Regions from separate parts of the Oryctolagus cuniculus genome. Here region 1 is linked to region 2. A link is a contact called in public Micro-C data. All regions are on one chromosome and are shown on one strand. The core of a region is the stretch at or near the end of the contact, and the rest is flanking DNA. Distances in the headings are between cores, read along the strand shown.

Region 1 (5,102 bases), core at 529-3,028, 210 kb before region 2:
CAGGAATCCAACTACTCGAACCATCACTGCTGCCTCCCAGTCTGCATTGGCATGAAAGCTGAAGTCGGGAGCCAGAGCCAGGCATCAAATCCACAAATGCCATTTGGGACACAGGCATGCATCTTAACTGGTGTCTTAGCCACTAGGCTAAATGCCTATCCCCATATGAACTTTAATATCAATTCATCTTGGTTTTTTAAAATGTTCATTAGTATTTGAATCAGGATTATGTTAAATTTTAAATGAAACAAAATTTAGGGAGAAACAAAATCTTGATCAACTGGAGTCATGCCAAGAACAAGGCATGTTATTCTTTCTGTTCAAGTTACTGACATTTCCAGGGTGGACAATCTCTCCTGGACACTTACTTAGGCATCCTAGGTCCTTCAATAAAATAATAAGCATTTATTGAGCAAGTATTATGCCCTAGCATTACATTAGGCACTGCAGAAGTGAAGAAGTAGACTCCGTTCTCAAGCAGCCTAGAATTCCATGAGAGAAACACTCTAACAGAAAGCAAAGCAAACGGTCTAACACAAAGCAAAGCAAATGCAGCACAGCCAAACCAGATATGCAGCTCAGAGAAAAGAGTAAAAAGGCTGTGAGGGCGAGAGTGGGGATGACAAGGTACTGAGACTGGAGTCACGTGCCCTGAAGGGTATGTAGGATGTAGATGGAGCAGGCAAGAGGAAAAAGGAACCCCACAAAGCAAAAGCTCAGAGGTGGACTGAGAGAGACACAAGTCACAGGGCAGAAGGCCCAAGCTCACCCAGCTGGAGGGCTAGGGAAACCAATAGCCCCCCTTCCCTCAAGCCTCAGAGACGTGGGCTTCAGAGTAGGTAGTTCCCAAATCCCATCTGTATGTTCCTTAAAATTATCTTAAAGAATGTCTACTAGATTCCTAGACATTAGTCCTCGAGGACGGCATGTTCTCTACCTCATTACCTTTTCTGATGTACTAGCCAATGTGGTAGTTCCTAGCCATTAGGCCATTATGATGTGCATGGTGCAACCAGGGGAATGATTTTATTTAAACCTTTTTAAATGAAGTTTTTTGTAAGCCAGAGAGAGGGGGAGAAGGAGAGAGACAGAGATAGAGACAGAGACAGTGAGATCCCTTCTACTGGTTCACTCAGGTCCCCCATGTGGATGGCAGGAACCTAACTACTTGAGCCAACACCTGCTGGCTCCAGGGTACACATTAGCAGGGTGCTAGTTGGACAGCACAGCTAGGACTTGAACCCAGGCACTCCAATATGGAAGGTGGGCATCCCACGTGGTGGCTTAATCACTGTGCCAAGTGCCCAGCCCTCTTTAATTCTTGAGTGTGAATTTTAAAATGGAAGTAGTGTCATGTGTATTTCCATGGAACCCAGCTCTGCTTGGGGAGGGCTACATGCTACTTTAGGCATACCGTTGTGTCAGATGTCATCATACTGCAGCGTGTGTGTGAGGGCTACTTGGTAAAATGCGGCTACTAGAAGACTATAAACTACAAATGTGGCCAACACTGAGTTTCCCTCTCATAGTACTGGTCCAGAACCTTACAACTCACTGTAGCCTGGTCTGCAGCAAGCAGCAGCTACCCCAGACCCTCAGAATTCACACTTAACTCCCCAAGCAATTCTCACACACAGCAAGAGAAGCACTGAGTTGGAGGGCCTGGGAAGATACCAGACCTTAGATGGATACCCAGCATGCCCAGGGTGGGCGTGGAGGTGAGAGAGGAGGCGGGGCCATAGCAGGGAGATCCTTGCCTGCCATTGTGACATCACAGAGTGGGCCCCTGGGTCACCCAGCCACACCTAAGCAGGTGTCCTGCCTGAGGGACATCCTTTCCATCCTCTCCAGCCCACCACCCACACCACCACATCCCTCTGCTGGCAAGAGGGGACTTGGCTCATCCTTACATCAGCACTCACTACCCAGCTGATCAAGATCCAGCAAGAACGCAACAGAACCTTGTTTGCCTCAGATCAACAGTGGATGACCAGTCCCTCTCAACTAACTCAAAATGTTTATCTCACCCAGGAGGTAGGTACAGATTCTGAGATCTCTTATGTGTGATACAGGTGATACTAATCCTTCACTATCATATATTTCACAGGCCCACAGCAGGGCACTTGGGACCACACAACAGGATTACGCAAAATGGAATGAAAATTTGTTACTCGAGCCCGATTTTTAATTGATAAGTCTGGCATGCCCATACCTTGGCCTATTGCTCTTTTGTCTCCCATTAAAATTTCTATTTCTTCTTCCTTTTTCTCTTCCTTCCTAAGGCTGCTGAAAACCCTACAGTTCTTCTTTTTGCCTTCCATCTGTCTGGTTCCAGTGGCCAAAATTCAGTGCTAGGACAAGGACGGAGATGGGGATCAGCCTAGGGAACTGAAAGGGCAAACACTGAGCTCTGTGCCAGAGAATGGGGAGGTCCTACTTGGAAGCCAGCTCAGCTCTATAACTTAGAGAGGACTGTACAACCTCGGGACCCAGAGATCCTTCAGGACACTCGAGGAGGCTCACGGCCAGCAGAGATGGCTCGGCTTGAGCTTGTGTTGGGCCCACATTCAGAAAGGACCAGCCTCCCTTTACACAGGGTGCTGCCAGCTTCCGCCTCGGAGAGCTACTTAACGGTGTTCGTTCTCAAAGCTCCTGCCCTTCTCAGGAGAGCATAAATGAAGCTTACAATTCAGGGAAGCCAGGAAACCCAAACACACAGACAGGAAGGAGAGGTGCCAGGCTGCGTGCCGTGGCGCAGTGGGGAGTTAGAGCAGCCAGGCCAGGCAGGACCAGAGCAAGAGGCACTTCGGGCAACAAGGGTGGGCTCTGCAGAGCAGCACCCCCCAGACCCCGCCAGAAGTACACAGACCATAATTAAGGCTGCCCTCAGAAGTGGATGTGCTGCTACAGAAAAAGCCAGTGGTGGCCTAGAGTCCATTTTATTGTTTTTACCATCGGTGTTCTGAGTGAAGCAGGGAATATGGGAGAGTCTGTTTGTTGACAGGCACCTGAAAAGTATAAAGTACAGGTACACATAATCCCTTCTGTGGCCTGGCCTGTAACCTGTGACTTTTGTTAAAGATGACGGGGCCTTGCCCGTGCTGGGCGGCAGGCTGGGACGGGGTCAGGTGCACAGCCTTGGGAGAGTTTTGAGTGCTGACGCCCGCCCGGCATTGCTAGGTTTGCGGCCTGGGGCAGGTCGAAGGCCCCGGACCTGAACTGTCCCCTGTGGAGTGGAGTGGAGCCGGCGTCTCTCCTTCCGGAGCTGTGTGTAAAGTCTGGCTCCCATTAGGACCACAACCCTTTCCCTCATTGACTCCTGAGGGCACATTTAACCCCTGGGGGGGTCGTGGGTAGAGAAGTGACCACAATTCAGAGGCGCTGAGGGCCCCGGGGGCCTGCAGCCCCACAAAGGAGGCAGCGGCGCGCCCTTCCTTCGTGAGAGGAGCCGGAGGAGAGGAAGGGCATGCCTTGGATTCCACAGCAACCGCCGGCCTGCTCCCGCGCGCCGCCCTCCCCCCCTGAGAAGGCCTCGGGTCCCGGTTCTCAGCGGACACGAGGAGGCCCACGGGAGCAGACGCGCCGCCGCCCCGCCACACCCGCTCCGAGGTCCAGAGCGCAGCCGCCGCTAGGGCGGGGCCTGACGCACAATGTAAACCACGCCCCTGCGCGGCGCCCTAGCAACGCGCTCCCGCTGCTAGGCAACCAGGGCCCGTAGTAAACCGAGGGTGGGGAGGGCGGTTACTCACCGCCAGGACAGGGCGGGGCGCAGGCAACGCGAGAGCGCGGCGAGGGCGCGAGCAGGGAAAGGACTATGAGGGGGGAGCTCACGGAAATGGGGATGGGAAGACCAGACCACGCCCGCCGGCGGCCGCACCCTGCCCCCCTCCCCCGCCCCGCGGTCCCCGAGAGCCCGCAAGCCCGAGCCCCGAGGGTGTCGTTCCCGGCGTGAGCGATTGCCCCACAGGATGTGCGAATATGGCGGGCCCGGTGATTCACTGCAGCTGCTGGGGCCTGGACGACGGACGGCTTCCCCTCCTGGAAGTGACTGCATTCGCAGAAGCGCTCCAACAATGCAGCAGCAGCGGAAAGGGAAAGGCGCGCGAGAGGCCCCGGGCTGACGCGAGTGCAAGTGTTCCAGCGCCCGCACCCACCTTAGAAAGACTGGGGTCGTTTTCCCTGAGCATTTGGAGTTCTGTGGATCCTTGACACTGATTACAGCTGAGAATAATTAATTATCTCAGAGCTGTGTCCTGTGGCCGTTGTAGACATTTTGGCCACCCAGCAAGAGTGTTTTGGTGGCAAACACTCTGCCCTTCCCTCCCGTGTGCTTGCCTTCACCCACCGGTGAAGGACTCCAGCATCGGCACTGGAGTGACATTTCAGACACATCTAGTGGGGCTCTGATGAGTAGGGAATCACCCAGCCAGCGAAACGACGAAACAGAGTTTCCAGTCTGGCCTTTGAGTGCTCTGTTTGTTCCCTGGTCTCTGTGAACTAGAGAGAATGCTTGCTCATTAAATCATTGCTGTTTTCTGGGATTTGCTCATTGAAAAGCAGGAATGTTTCCACAGGTGGGAGGAAATCTCTTGGCAGGGAATCGAGTGAAACTCGGGGCATCTGCGTAGAAAGGCGTAGGGTGTGTCTGGATCTACGGACACTGGTAGCCGCTCGGCTCTTGTGAGTGTGAGTCGGGAGGAATCATCTGGTCGCTGTTTGGACACACTGCTTCATTCACATCTTTACCTGGAGGCTCCCTAAGTGAACCCCTGAGGCTTATTTGTGTTGCGAACCTCTTTCATTCATTGGTGAGTATTAAAACAGTGCTAGGTCCTGAGGCTCAACCATGAGTAAAACACAGCTGCTACTCTATCCAGCAACTTAAAGTCACATGAGCATCCTAATACACAAGCCAGCCGTGTGATGATTCCCATGAGAGAGGTGCGTGCTGGAACAGGAGCAGAGAACTCACTGACAGTCAAAACGGTTACACTGGACTCCGGTCTTTCCTCTAGTAACAGAAAGGAGTTGATAAACATGGATCAGAAATCTGTCTCCAGGGTGAACAGAGGCATCATCGCCAGGGAAGGTCAATGAAACTT
Region 2 (4,871 bases), core at 992-3,491:
AGCCAGGAGCCAGGTGCTTCTCCTGGTCTCCCATGGGGTGCAGGGCCCAAGCACCTGGGCCATCCTCCACTGCACTCCCTGGCCACAGCAGAGGGCTGGCCCTGGAAGAGGGGCAACCGGGACAGAATCCGGCGCCCCGACCGGGACTAGAACCCGGTGTGCCGGCGCCGCTAGGCGGAGGATTAGCCTAGTGAGCCGCGGCGCCGGCCCAGTAGCAGCTTTTATAATCACAGGAAACGGTGCTAGCGCCTACTGCTCAGGGTGTGGCTCCTGGGGCTCAACAGAGGAGGTTTTGGAATGGAGTTGATACAAATCCAGTGAGATTGATAGGTCATTATAGGGAAGAAGAAGGAGAAGCAGCTGGGACCACACAGCTCCGTACATGTGGGTGAACCAAACTCCGCTGAAGTTCATTTTCCTTCCTGTTGAAGATAGTGGTTGAACTTGGTGATTGAGACACATGGCTCAAGTTAGGGGGTTAGAAACACAGTTACTTCCAAAAACGTTCCAAGGACTCCCTCCTCCTGTGCTCTCCCACACACCACAGGGAGTGAGGGATTCTCCAGGGGTGTGGCCCCTGCCCCCTGGTTCCTCCACACAGAGAAGAGAGTGTGGAGTTCTGACTCGAAACTGGTCCCAAGGAAGTTGAAGGATTATCCCATGGGCCGGGGAAAATGAAGACGAACTCTTTGCCTCGTGTCGCGGTTCCTGCTTTGACAACCTACATTCCCAAGAAGCAAAGGACCTATAGTTAACCAGAAAACATCCGTTCTTGTCGCTCCCCCTCTTCGTGGAGGAACGACACCAAACCCTGCCTAGGCTTCATATCCGAGTCACGGCACCATTATGTCGCTCCCCCTCTTCGTGGAGGAGCAACACAGGACCCTGCGCTGTTCTTTCGTCTGCTCGGCCCTCCCCGGGTTTGCTGCTGGTTCTTCCTGGGTTGGCTACTATCCCTTCCACCTCCGTGGAAGGGCAGTTCCCCCTGGCCACATTCCCCACTTCCGCAGGGGAGCGGCACACCGCCGGCCGGCTCGTCTCGGGGGCTGCACAGGTGCTCCTTCAGCTAGATGTTCCCCTTAGATGTTCCTGGTGCATGCCGTCTCTCTCCTCCTTTATAGTCCTCCTCCGCCAATCCTAACTCGGCTGCCCACACGCCGAGTACGCTGCTCTCCAATCAGGAGCAAGTCCTACAGTTTATTGATTGAACTGGAGGCAGCTGTGCAGAAGCTGTTTTCTTCTCTCCCAGCGCCATATTGTGGGAGAGCAGATGCATAGAATAAGTCTTAATTCCAGTAACTTAGTCCAGTCCGGATTGCTCCCCACAGTTCTCACCCACTCCCTCTCCCCATGGCTTACGTAGAGGAGAGAAGACGACCAGAGGAGAAATCAAGGGAAGAAAAGGCAAATGGGCAAAGGAAAACAAGAGGAATGCTTAAAATATATGTCATTTCATTTCATTTCATCTGATTTTTTTTTACTCAATACTCCCTTGGGGAAAGGGTCTAGAACTGACCACATATCTACAGCAGAAAGAGCAGAGACCCAGAAATCTGGTCCTGGTGGTTTTAACTCCACCAGCCCTGAGTTTCCTCTTCTCCAAAAGGAGGGCCCAAACTCTCAAATCTTAGGTTCTGGAGTGTTCCAGAAAGATCAGGAAGGTTCTAGAAATCTGAAGGTTGCGGCACTCAGGGTCAAGCACCCACACATTTGCCACAAGGATGCATCTGTGCCCTTAGAAACTCCTAGAGCCAAGAAGGGCAAAGCTTTGGTCTGCCTGAACAGAAGGAATTCCAGAAAACAACCACAAGGCCAGGCCACAGAACTTCTAAGGGTAGCAGTCTACAAACCAAGGAGTCTCAGCGCTCCACACTTGAGAAAAAATTTTTTCTGCTGCTGTCGCCTCCCAGTCTGAAGTAATCCCATGTTTCACATGGGGCTGGGTGGTGAGTAAACCTGCAAACAACGGTAGCAACAGAAGGAGGCGGGCAAGGAAAGGAAAGACCAGCTGGGTACCGGTCAGCTCCTGGCAAAAAGTTCACATCTGGAAATAAAGGAAGGAAACTCAGGACGCACGGGGCGGGGGCGGGTGTGCAGCGGAATGGGGCTGACGCTTGCATGTCCAGGGTCAGCCTGAGCTCTCCGTTTTGGCACACTTTTTCAAACATGAAGCCAAGGTTCTCACCCTGTAAATATGACTTCACATTAATAACAGCAGCCTATGAGATGATTATCTGTAAAGACGCCAGACTGCATGCAAATAGGCCGGATACGCCTCGCAGAGTTTCACGAAAAGAAGACAAAGGGCAAAGAAATTCTGCCAAAGGACTGAGCACAAACACGCAAGGAAAGCCTTTTAAACGCCCCCCACCCCCACCCCTTGGCCTTTAGCTGCAGCTGGCTTCACAGAAAAGCAACTTTGCAGGTCTGTGGCTGACAGGGCTGAGTCCCTGAGGGCTCAAACCTGGGGTTTTACCGCCATCCAGTGGAAGCAGAGGGTATGGCAGCACTGCCCGGTGAATCAGAGGCACAGGTTCTTTCTCTTCTGACAATGAAAAATGACAAAGATCGTCAAGCTTTATTTCATTATCCCCACTTAGTTCCAAGGAGACAGCACTTTGTTTCCCTGCTATCAATCACCTGGCGTCCCCCAGGCACCAGGCGGGGCTACGCTTTCAGCACGATCTAATGCAGCCCAGCTGGAGATGGGGGCGCCAGGAAGAGCTTTGGACTCCTCTTCTCCAAGGCGAAGAGCCCCTGAAACATCGTCTCAATAACAGAGGAGTTTAGACATGTGCAGAAGACGTGAGACCTGGAGATGAGCTGACAGCCAAGGGCGGTGACAAGTGCTTCTGGAGAATTCACTGAGGCCACAGCCCACTTGCTCAGTCTCACTGACCACTTTTTTTCTTAGAAAGAAAATACGTTCCCAGGGATGGCTGCCATTCCCAGATCCTATTAAGTTTGGGGATTTAAAAAAAAATTTTTTTTTATTTATTAGAGAGGTAGACAAAGATCTCCCATCCACTAGTTAACTCCCCCAAATGCCCACAACAGCCATGGCTGGGCTGTAAAGGCAGGAGCTGGGAAATCAATCCAGGTCTCCCGGGTAGGTTTCAGGGACCCAACGATTTGAGCCATCACCTGCTCCCTTCCAGAATGCTCCTTATCAAGGAACTGGAAGTGGGGGCAGAGCCAGGACTCAAACCAAGCACTCTGATATGCACACAGGCATCCCAAGCAGCATCTAACCACTGGACCAAAGGCCCACCCTGCTCTCCAGTTTTGTAGAGGGGCAGCCATGTGGATACAAAGGTCAGGCAGACTTTCCTGCCTGTTAAGAAGACCCTGTGGCCGGTGTTGTGGACAGTGGGTTAAGCCGCTCCCATGGTGCCGGCATCCCGTATCGGAGCACAGGTTTAGTCTGACCTTGCTGTTTCCGATCCAGCTTCCTGCTCACATACCTGGGAAGGCAGCGAAAGGTGGCCTGGGTACTTGGGTCCCTGACACCCATCTGAGAGACCCAAATGGGGTTCCTGGTTCCTGGCTTTGACCTGGCCCAAAACTGGCTGTTGGGGCCATTCAGGGGGGTGAACCAGCAAGCAGATAATACATCTCGCTCTGTCACTCCCTCTCTATTTCTCTTTTTCTTTCTATTGTCCTGCCTTTCAAATAGATAAAAACTTTTTTAAAAAAGAAAGATCCAGAACCTTTTGCAGTTTCATCTTTTGCTCATACACAACCACCACCACCACCACCACCACCCTCTTGGCTTGGTTTTAGGATGAAGGCCAGAGAAGGAAAGAGAAGGAGATGTGCATTTGTAGGGAATGGTGTGTTCCCTGCACTCTGACAGATATAAAATAAGCCAGATGTTTTCTCCTCCTAACAAACCTCACGGGGTCATGGCCTCTTGTAAAAGACTAGAACAGTTGAGAAGGATCCATGTCATTGCTTGTCACTCCCTTTTCAATACAAAACTAGTGTTAGGGCAAAGTTCATCAACCAAACCTTTGTGGCACGTTAACGCCTGCAGTTTGTTAACGCACCTCCACCCTCAGCTCGTCTCGGCCACTCCCAGGTTTTTTCCTTACTTGGATGAAGTCCAGGCTCTTAGGGAGTAACTCCCCAACTTAGTTACCCATTTACAAATGTCATTCACGGGCCGGCGCTGTGGCGTAGCGGGTAAAGCTGGTGCCTACAGTCCCAGCATCCCATATGGGCACCAGTTCGAGTCCCGGCTGCTCCACTTCCAATCCAGCTCTCTGCTATGGCCTGGGAAAGCAGTAGAAGATGGTCCAACTCTTTGGGCCACTGCACCCATGTGGGAGACCAGGAAGAAACTCCTGGCTTTGGATCGGTGCAGCTCCGCGTGTTGCAGCCATCTGGGGAGTGAACCAGCAGATGGAAGACCTCTCTGTAACTCTGCCTTTCAAATAAATAAATCTTTTAAAAAATGTCATTCACTCTCTGTGGGGATTTCCTTTTCCCTTCACCAGAGAGCCCTGTGCTGTGCCCCACAGAGCTGTCTTGGATTGCCACTTACCACGTCCTTACTGGGATATTGTGAGCCAGTTCTGTCAAAGAAGCGACCAGGACTTGTCCACTCCCAGCACTAAACCTCGGTGAAACACGCACCTGGCTTTGCAGTCTCCTCCCTGTCTTGGGTTTCTGAACCCCATTCCAAAGTTGCCACTCCTCTGCCATCTGACAGCAGAACCCCAGGATGCCTGCCCCTCCTGGCTGTCTCGCTCTCTCTCCTTGAGTGGCTTCCAGACTTGGGGCAAAGGAGCATATCTTAGATTTAAGGAGGAGAAGGAGACACATGGGAGAGGTCATGTACAAACTCGGGGAATCGAACCTTGAACTTC

The links. Hi-C and Micro-C count contacts between places; a contact is called where the count stands out from the background.
Region 1: a Micro-C map of ear pinna shows a contact between it and region 2, with 8 times the contacts expected there. The contact joins the promoter of GSG1 here to the enhancer-like site in region 2. A contact is called at or near these places in 5 of 6 Hi-C or Micro-C datasets (ear pinna, embryonic fibroblasts, psoas muscle and 2 more).

What each region holds. Positions count from the first base shown.
Region 1 is chr9:110,753,074-110,758,175 of mOryCun1.1, reverse strand. It overlaps GSG1 (germ cell associated 1), which reads left to right and starts at 1,778. Exons shown (of 6, transcript XM_051850794.2): 1 at 1,778-2,034. The coding sequence starts at 1,987.
Region 2 is chr9:110,540,336-110,545,206 of mOryCun1.1, reverse strand. No RefSeq gene overlaps it. Among named protein-coding and RNA genes, the nearest start is that of GPRC5A, 18 kb to the right of the region's middle. Within about 2 kb of position 2,241, at least 4 of the 8 cell types and tissues checked have an H3K27ac peak or open chromatin away from gene starts, as enhancers often do. A contact at or near this core is called in ear pinna, where this site is marked.